Linked DNA regions of Gossypium hirsutum: region 1 is linked to region 2. Evidence: chromatin contacts called from public Hi-C data. All regions are on one chromosome and are shown on one strand. The core of a region is the stretch at or near the end of the contact, and the rest is flanking DNA. Distances in the headings are between cores, read along the strand shown. Region 1 holds the start of LOC121210147 (homeobox-leucine zipper protein ATHB-6). Region 2 has its middle 17 kb from the start of LOC121210379.

Region 1 (5,347 bases), core at 2,191-4,690, 35 kb before region 2:
TTATAGACCATTATTAGTAAGTGTCAATCCAGATTTTAAACTCCCTAGAGGTCGACCCTTCAAACTTCTCGCTGGATGGGCAGAACATCAAGACTTCCAACATAATTAAAAATTCCTAGAAATACGAGAGAGATATGTATAGCCCTCTCAATCAACTTACTGAAAGGCTTAAAGGATGGAACAAAAATGTATACGATCACATTGGATACTGCAAGCAAAAATTGATCAAATCTTTAAACACAATACAAACAAAACTTGAAAGATCCTACTCATATTCTTTAGCCCAGAAGCAAATGAACATCAGAAGAAGAACTTTAAAGTGTTCTTAGCTAGGAGGAGTTATTATGGATGCAAAAATCCAGATGCGATTGGCTCAAACTAAGGGATAGAAACACAAAATTCTTTCATAGCTGCACACTACATAGAAGGAAAGTTAATCATATTAGTGCACTTCGAAACATAAACGGTGAGTGGCTATATGATCCAGAAGATATCCAAGAAGAAACGGTTAATTACTTTCAAAGATTATATGGAGAAAAACCGAATAGATTGGGAAAATTACCCGCAAGTCAATTCCCTCCATTAGAAAATAGTGACATTTATTTTTTACAAAAAGAAGTCACAAATGAGGAAATCAAAATAGCACTCTTTAATATGGCCCCATTAAAACCATTTAGAAGTGATTTCAGAACCATGGGAAAACATAAGGGAAGCAATCAGTTCTTGGGTCAAGGATGTGTTTAAAGGGTGTCCCATTGATTATGAACTCAATAACATACTAATTGTCCTAGTTCCAAAGGTAGCTCAACCAGAAGAAATATCGCAATTTAGACGAATAAGTTTTTGCAATGTTTTTTACAAATTTGTCATGAAAATAATAGCCAATAGGTTCAAAGTAGTCTTTCCTAAAATTATTTCTCAAGAACAAGTTGGGTTCATTATTGGAAGAAACATTACCGATAATATTATCATAGCTCAGGGGGTCATACACTCGATGCGTGCAAAAAATAAGAAGTGGATGGCAGTCAAGATAGACTTAGAAAAAGCTTATGACAGAGTACGTTGGGATTTCATTGATAAATTAATTCAAGTAGCTACAATACCAGACTACCTACGAAGAGTCATTATGTCAGCCATCACAACAACTACTATGCAAGTACTATGGAACGGAGCACCCACTGGAAAATTTAAACCCGTAAGAGGAGTTAGACAAGGGTGCCCTTTATCGCCCTACTTATTTGTCTTATGTATGGAATGGCTAAGACACAGCTTCCACTCCTATATCTCCTCGAAAAACTAGCTCCCTATTAAATTATCTAGATCTAGACCCAATTTATCACATATATTCTTCGCAGATGATTTGGTGATTTTCTCAAAAGTAGATATCAAACAGGGCATGCTACTGAAGAATATCCTTGATTAGTTCTGCAGCTTCTTAGGTCATTGTATCAATACAAGGAAAGCCAACATTTTTTTTCAAAAAGAGTAGTAGAAGAACTAAGTGATAGGCTTAGCAAGATCTTGGGGTATCAAAAAGTACAAACACTAGGTAAATATCCTGGAATTCCATTATTACATAAAAGAATCACTAAATCCATAATTCAATTTGTGATTGAAAAGGTCTGATCAAAACTCTGCAATTGGGATGCAAAGCAACTTTCCATGGCCAGACACTTTACTCTCGTTCAATCAGTACTCTTAACTATCCTCAATTACTTCATGCAATCCATGAAAATACCAAAAGGGGTGTGTGATGAAATTGAAAATTTAGCAAGACAATTCATTTGGGGATCTAATACAGAAGGAAGGAAAGTAGCACTTATGGATTGGCAAACAATATGCCAGCCTCGTACACATGGAGGCTTAGGCTTAAGGCGTTTACATGAACAAAATAAAGCTTTCCTGTTAAAAGTATGAATTAACCTTATATCCAATCAAAATGCACTGGAGACGCGTGTGTTACGGTCAAAATATAGATTGACAGAGGTAATTCTAGAAAGTATAAAAAAAGGGAATAGCTCTGCACTATAGAGAGCACTTGAGCAGATTTGGCCTATGCTGAAAGATAACATCTACTGGTCGGTCAACAACGGAGCAAAAATACACTACCAGAATAATAACTGGGTCCCTACAGTTGGCCGCTAATTAAACAAGTTCAAAATCCAAACAGACCTATAAGTGAATGCTTGCTCTAAGACATGGTTACAACGAAAAGAGTCTGAAATCTTGAAGCCTTTAAGGAAAACCTAACAAAAGAAATAGTGCAGAAAATTATCAATATACCTCCCCCATATCAGTTAGCAGGTCAAGACAAAATTCAACGGAAGCCCGCCTCTAACGGAAATTTTTAGATTAAATCTGCTTACCGAATGATAATGGAATAGGGACAACAGGTGGAAGGAAATTTGGAAATATCTAGGACCCACCAACACATTCGTTTCTTCCTTTGGTTAACATGCAAGTAGCGGCTACTCACCAACCAAGAAAGAGCAAGAAGAGGACTCAGCTACAACAACTCTTGCCTAGTCTACCAACAAAACATTGAAGAAATTACTCATGCTCTCAGAGACTGCCCAATAACAAAAGAAATCTACTTGAACATTGTCCTTCCAAACCAGCAATCACAATTTTTTTCTAGTAATACTTTTGAATAGGTGGAGGAAAATTTAAGGCACAACGAATGGCTGTCCTGGGCTAAAACTGCTTGGTTAACCCACTTTGTACTTGTCGCATGGCGTATATGGAAGAATAGGAACTTATTAGTTTTTCAAGACATAACATGGAGTGTAACAGAGACCATCAAGATCTTTGTTTGCTGGGCACGACAATATAGAAACTCATATGCGAGGGATCAATCCCAAGGATTAAACGAAGAAATCAAGCAGGATTCAAAAGCTGTTGTCGAGTAAAGATAATATTTTAGATTTTATTCTCCTTTAAGCAGGGGCGAAGCCAGGGGGTTGGCATGGGCCGGCCCCCTTAAAATATAAATTTGTTCTTTTGGCCCTTAAAATTTTTTAAAAATTTTAAATTAGCGAAGGTAAAATTACACTTTGGCCCCCCTAAAATTATAAAAATTTGATTTAATCATTTACAAATTATAAAAATATAAACTATAAAAAATTAAAATTTTATCCTGCCCCCTAAATATTTATTCTGGCTTCGCCCCTGCGTTTAAGTTAGTTTATTTTTCAGGAAAAAAATGTACTCGAATTCACATCCTTCTACATTGATAATAATACTTATACCAATTAAATTATAAATCAATCCACAAGCATAGGATAATCTCAAAGTTATCATGATCTCTTACTTACCATTAAGATAAAATCTAATTTAAATAAGTATCATATTCAAATTTTAATATTGTACAAATATGCAAATATCTGACGGTTCGGTAAACAACTAAAAAATATAATTTGCAATTTACCCAACCTTGCTGTGTACCGAACTCCAGTCAAATTCTAACCCAAATATCATCTATCTTTGTTTATATTGAAACCCAAAGAAACCAGTTAAGGCAGCTGGGTTCTGAATTTGATAACTTCCCATTATTCTCTCTCTCGCTTGAAAAAAAACAAGAAAAGAAAAAAAACTATTTCTTTTGGCTTTTCTTGATGAACAGTCATAGACTATTTGTATTTTGATTGAGTAAAAATGTAGAGAAAAACAAGGAGAGATTGAAGAACACGACAGGTTTGTAATTTCTTCTCTTGTAGGTTTGGGTTTTGGAGGGTGTTTTGGTTTTCTTGGAAGCTTGGCTTGTTTGGTTTTTGTAGCTTCCATTTCTTCTTGTTTTTGGATGGGAACTGTGTTGAAGAAGGAGAAGAAATATGATGGGGAAGTAATTGAGAGAGGACAATGGTCGTTGTTATACAGTTGTAAACTATCATATTACACCCTTGTACAAGAATTTTTTGTTTCTCTTTTTGCATGTCAGAAAGTCCGGCAATATCCATAACAAACATCCTTTGGTCACCTTAAGAAGAAGAGATCTGTTTTTTAAAGAGTGTTGTTTTCATCAATAATCATGAAAAGAGTTGGCAGCTCACATTCCTTGGGTGCTATGATGTCCATCTGCCCAATCTCAGGTCCGATTACACTCATAATACCCTGTTTTAGTATCTTAATTATGTATGTACTTAGGTTTGTTTTGTTACAGATGACAACCAGATTTACAGTAGAGAGTTTCAGTCGATTTTAGATGGATTAGATGAAGAAGAGGGCGTGGAAGAATCAGGGTATGTTGCAGAAAAGAAGAGGCGATTGAATGTAGATCAAGTGAAGGCGTTGGAGAAGGATTTCGAGGTGGAAAACAAACTTGATCCTGGAAGAAAATTGAAACTAGCTCAACAACTTGGCTTGCGACCTCGACAAGTTGCTGTCTGGTTCCAAAACCGCCGTGCTAGGTGGAAGACCAAACAACTGGAGAAGGATTATGGGCTTCTCAAAAACAGATATGAAACTCTTAAGCTCAATTATGATAACCTCCAGCATGATAATCAAGTTCTTCTTAAACAGGTAATAAGCTTATTTCATGGATTTGAACTTGGGATGATTAGAGTTTTTTTTTTTTTCATTTTTTCCGGTTGATGATGCAGATAGAGGAGGTGAAGGCAAAGCTGAATGGAAAGGACAATGTTTCAGTGAAGGAGGAGGTGAATGTGACTAAAACTGCTAATAGAACACTAGAACAAAGTGAAGCACCAGTAGAAGTGAAGTATGAGAGCTTGAAGAACAACCTTTTCCTAGACTTAAAAGACGGTTCATCAGATAGTGACTCTAGCGCTGTGTTGAATGAAGACAACAACAACGGCTCGAACTACGTGGGTGTATCTTCATCTGGGGTTCTACAAAGCCAACATGTTTGGATGTCACCGACAACAGCCCCTTCACACAATTTCAACTCCTCTTCATCTTCTTCTATGAAGTGCTTCCAACCCCAGCAATTTGTGAAGATGGAAGAAAAAAATTTCTTCAGTGCAGATGAAGCTTGCAAGTTCTTCTCAGATGAAGAAGCTCCAAGTCTTCATTGGTATTGTCCTGAACACTGGAACTAAAATCAACATGCATGTAATACGGGATCTAACCAAAAATGCAAAAACAAATAAAAGTACCAAAATGGTTGGGAGAAGGCTTCAAGTGGGGTGGTAGGAGGCTATGGCGATAGGTTACGCCAAAATGAGGAGGTGGGTACGGGCATCTTGATTAGGTCCTCAGTTCCCTCAAATGGAGCGAACCAAAAATCAAAAATCAAAATTATCATCATCATCATCATAGTTATTATCAATTATCATTTTCCTGGGTTTCTTTTGTAGTTTCTTTATGCAGAAAAAATTTAATCAGTTAT
Region 2 (5,039 bases), core at 1,870-4,369:
TTCGATTTTTATGCCATATGTCATGGTTGATTATTTTTGGTGTCAAAATTCATGATATGGCAATAGTGTAGTAGGGAGATGTTTGACAATGATTAGCCCTTGGCATGGCTAGTCATGATCATAATTTGTGATATGTATGATGAATTACTAGTTAGATCAAGGAGAAATCACGAAATAGGCATAGTTGCTTTAGTAACAGATGCTGGCAGCAGCAGTGACGTGAGATTGAAAAATCACTAAAAATAGTAGGAGTGGAATTAATTAATGAATAAATTATGTAATCGAATCTCGATGAGTCTATTTTCATATAGAAGAAACGAAACGACCATATGAGCTGTATGTTAGGAGATAATTAAACTCTTGTGAAACAGGGCCAGAGCGATTTCTGGATTCCCTGTTCCGACTTTGGAAATTCATTATAAATTAACCAGAGATAATTAGAAGTCATGCCATATGTGCATAGATTCCCCTTCGAGTCTAGTTTCTATAGAAACAAACGACATCAGTAATGAAGCCCTGTACAGGGAGATATCCAAGTCGTAATGCGCAAAGGTCAGTGTAGTCGATCCCTGTAACATGGGAGACTTTGACTAATAAACTGTACTAATTGGCCCAACCAAAAATTCTAGAAAAAATATGTGGATGGGCATATGAGTCTAGTTTCAGGGAAAATTTACGGAACTGGATTTCGAGTTTCATAACTCAAGATATGATTTTTAAAGAGACTAGTACGCAGATTGGCAGCTTGTCTGGGAATTTTTTTTAAGTGGTTTGAAGTCTGTTAACACCTCGTGTTCGACTCCGGCGACGGCCTCGGGTTCAGGGTGTTACAGGTATAGCTAGAAATTGGAGAAAACTTTCCTTATTTAAAATGACATATTTTTTTGTACAAAACTTTCCTTATCGAATCAAAGTCTTTCAATGCCATCCAGGTTCCCTTATTTAGAAGATCGCATCATGTTAAGCTAAACTTTATTTGATAAATATTTAGATATAAAAAAAATAATGCTTTTGAATAAAACTTGATAAATTTCAAGTGACAATATGTTTCAAAATATTTCTAAGAGATAAATTTTAAAACCTATCTTTCAAACACTTAGAAAATATTTTCAACTTGTTCAAAATGATAATCAATTTTTTCAAACATTTTTGTTAAGTGTAAAACTACTCCCAATGATTAAAGTATTGATACCTTCTATAGGGTATTAATACCCTAACCCAAGTATCGATACCCTTGTCTCGTATCAATACCAATTTAAGCTTCGAAGTTTACAAAAATTTAGCAAAAATCAAAAGTATCGATACCCGTAACAAAGTTTTGATAGTTTCGATACCTTATCCTTGTATCGACACCATTTTAAGGTTCTATGTTTTAAAAATTAAAGAAAAATTGCCCTAGTACCGATACTCTCCCCAAGTTACTGATACCTCATAGCAAGTATCGATACATTCTTTATTGTATTGATACTATAGGCTTAACGATCATTGAATTTAGGCATTCAAATACCTCCTTCAAATGTATCGATACCTTTTGTTGCAGTAGTCATTAATTCTCTAGTTTTTACACTTCCCATGGCTTAATTCATTTTCCCAACAACCCCAACGGTTGGAAATCAATGAAAGGCTATAAATACCAACTTCTAAAACTTCTAGAATAATAAGAGATATTACAAGAGATCAAGAGCTATCAAGAAACATCAAGAAATTTATTATATCAACTATTTGTGCTTCAATTTTTCATCTTTCTCTTGTAAATACATGTGAGCATTCATTGTATTTTCTTAGCTCAAGTATTTTTATTGTGTGTGTGCTTCATTTGCAAACATTATAATTTTGTTAGGATTATTTCTTTGTTTCCTTATTTGTTTGCTCTTTTGAGAGGGTTTGTGTCTTAAAATTTCAAAATCCTAAGGGAGTTATATGGTTAAACTTTGTCCTCAAAGGTTCATCAAATTAGTGAATTTGGAAAAATTCTTGGTGGTGAAAAGTTAAGGTAGTGGAGTAGGTAGGGCTGAACCATTCTAAAATCGTCGTGTTCATTGTCTCATTTTCTTATCCTTGCTTCCACAAAATTTTTAAAGGTAAATTCACCCCCTCTTAGCTATTTCGGTTGATCGTTTGAGGTAACGTATCATAATGGTAAAAATATACTTTGGTACCCTCCTAAGATGAAAAAAATCTAAATTTAATCCCTTTAAAATTCTAAAATAATACTTTAACCCTTTTAAAATTTTATAATTTAATTCCCCCTCCCAAATATAAACTTCTAGCTTCATCCTTAAGTTTTGGCTAGATTGAAAGTAAATAATATAGACTTAAATTTTGTAAATATAAAAATTATATTGAATAAATATTATGTATATATATAACCATACCAAATTTAAGCCTAAAAATATGTGCTCATGGTCAGTTCAAATAGAAAAAAAGTACTCGAATAGAAGAAGAGCTTAAACTTTTGACTAATTTTATTTTTTTTGACTTTTTTTTTTCAAATTCTTCCATCTTTAGATGAATCTTTGAATTTAAAGATGATTCTTTGAATTTAAACGAATAACTCAAACTTGGAATAAATTTAATACTCGTAGTTATATTTTATTTCTCTCATAACACAGATGTCATAAACAAATATGGAGTCCACGTCATACACTAATAACGCTAAAAAGAAAAAACACCATCCATGCACGTAGCCAATAGGATCATTTGGCCCACCGTTTGGAATATGAAATAAAAGCAAACTTTCTTTTGTTTATCTTTTCTTTTTTCACCCCATAGCTGGTAAAATGAAGCAGTAGATTTGTTTAAAATTTTCTCTACAAACATAACATCAGGACCTGCTTTTGTAATTTTGCGTTGCTTTGTCCTTGGCTTCCCCACCCCCCAAACTAATTTCATCTTCTCGCCATGACTAAAAATATATTTAAAACCGAAATTAAATATCATATGATTTACAAGGAGAACATTTTAATTTTTAGTAAATATGAAGAACTCCAAACCAAACCAAAGGAGGGATTTGGCAGGTTGTTGTTTGTCTTGTAGCAAACAAGCAGGTAGTGCAGTAGTATGCAGTTCTGACGGAGCAGCAAAAATTTGCAGCTTAATAGTCCTCAGTGTCCCACACTAGACTGGGGGCGCAGCTACTGCATAATAATGCCACTAAGTTTCGGTTCATCACATCTCATCTCATCTCACCTTTGTTGCTATTTTATCTTTTACTTAAATGTTACATACAAATCGTACGCTATATAATATATATTATAGATTTATGCAGTGCGGTGTAGGTATCGGAAGAAAAGCATGCATGTGATGGTGGACCCTTTTCCGCAATAAGGCAAAGTCGTTTTCCACAGTAGTCACATTAATCCACATCAAAGTTTGCAGCCAAGCAAAGCCAAAACCAAAAGCAAAGCTAAGCTAAGCTAGAACTGGAAATGATACAGGAAATTTAATGTGTTAATCAATTTTTTTTAAGTTACAATATTTTTTTATTATTTATTTTTAAGATATAGGTAAATTACATGGTAAATCATTATAAATAGTATTATTTTTATTTTGATCGCTCTAAATTTTTTATCAATTTAATTGCTCTAATTAATATTATTGTTTGAATTAATCACTATAGTTAAAAATTCTATTAATCCACTAATAGATTGCCGACATGATATATATATATATATATATATTTTACTTTTGATCAAATTTAATAACCTTTTTGTAATTAGTCTAAAATATTTTTTATTTATTTGCAATATAAGGTTAAAACTTGTAAGTTTTCTCTTTTTTGTTTTCCTTATTGTTTGTTTCATAGGAAAATAATGAAGTGAAAGTTTTTTTTTGGTAAATTAAGGAAAAGAAGTTGACAATCGAGGTTAATTGATGTTAACAGTAAAAACCCAGGTTGATTTGGGACATGGTTTTTAACGTTCAAATTCATCCATAAGGTCCATAAAGATTAACCATATGTTTTTTCTTCAAAAAAAAAAGAGTCGCTCTTTTGCTCGCTTATTTAATTTAATGTACTATTTGCGTTTATTGTTTTGTATTTTTTTTGGGTTGATTATATGTTTAGTCAAATTTTGTTACATGTTAATTTTCAGTGTGCAATGGTGGTTGATTCCATTTTTCTGCATCTATTTGTTTCATTGAAATTGTTTGATATGTTTATGTTTCATCGTTATAGTTTACATTTTTTGTTGTGTTTATTTTCCCTGTTCAATTGGCATGTTAACATATGGCATATCATCATGTCATTATCCACAAGTGTTTTTATGTGTTTAGGTTTTTTATTTCATTTTCTTTTATTATTTTTTTCAGGAAAGAAACAATAAGAGGAAAAAGAGAAAAATTATAAGTTTGAGTCTTATATTACAAACAAACAAATATAAAAAAGTTGTCGAAATCATTTTTATTTTGAAAAATAGAGGTCGACTTTAAAACGAAAATAGAGTCGCCACCAATCCTTTTTGTTTAGGTGTGATCAGGTCACCTTGTGATTGATCATTTTAATAAAATATTTCGGTTTATTAAAACAACGTTTTTGGTCTATGAAAAACTAGAAAACGAATTCGGGACTCAGTTAAGTGCGAGGAAGGATTAGCACCCTCGCAACGTCCAAAATTGGTACTGTATTGATCAATTAACGTCCTAATGTTGAAAATTTGAAAAAGATTTTAAAATACAATTCCTTTAAAACGTTTGGATAACTTGAATTGGATATTGAGATTCTCTTGCTTAGAAGGAATACAATATCATATCTAGCACAATAGGACACAACATTTCAAACCCTCAATATGAGATCATCTTATAATTTCCATAACTCATGCATTTGAAATTTCAAAAGGATATTTGGCTATCTGGTCAAACGGTAAGTCGAAACCCAGCACGATTGGACACGATTTCTCAAATTTCCAAAGACTAAATATTGCCTCATTTTAATTTAAGAAAACATGGACGAAATTTCAAAAGTTATTCAGCTATTCAGTCGAATGAAAAATCGAAACCCAGCACGGTAGGGCACGATTTCTTGAATTTTCAAACACGAA

Evidence for each region. Hi-C and Micro-C count contacts between places; a contact is called where the count stands out from the background.
Region 1: a contact with region 2 is called in a Hi-C map of leaf, with 1.5 times the contacts expected there. The contact joins the promoter of LOC121210147 here to the enhancer-like site in region 2. A contact is called at or near these places in 3 of 34 Hi-C or Micro-C datasets (callus and leaf).

Annotation. Positions count from the first base shown.
Region 1 is chrA11:51,080,243-51,085,589 of Gossypium_hirsutum_v2.1, reverse strand. LOC121210147 (homeobox-leucine zipper protein ATHB-6) reads left to right here and starts at 3,440. Exons shown (of 3, transcript XM_041082322.1): 1 at 3,440-4,088; 2 at 4,160-4,518; 3 at 4,599-5,347. The coding sequence starts at 4,028. The coding sequence ends at 5,057.
Region 2 is chrA11:51,045,566-51,050,604 of Gossypium_hirsutum_v2.1, reverse strand. No RefSeq gene overlaps it. Among protein-coding and RNA genes, the nearest start is that of LOC121210379, 17 kb to the right of the region's middle. Within about 2 kb of position 3,119, at least 3 of the 9 cell types and tissues checked have an H3K27ac peak or open chromatin away from gene starts, as enhancers often do. A contact at or near this core is called in leaf, where this site is marked.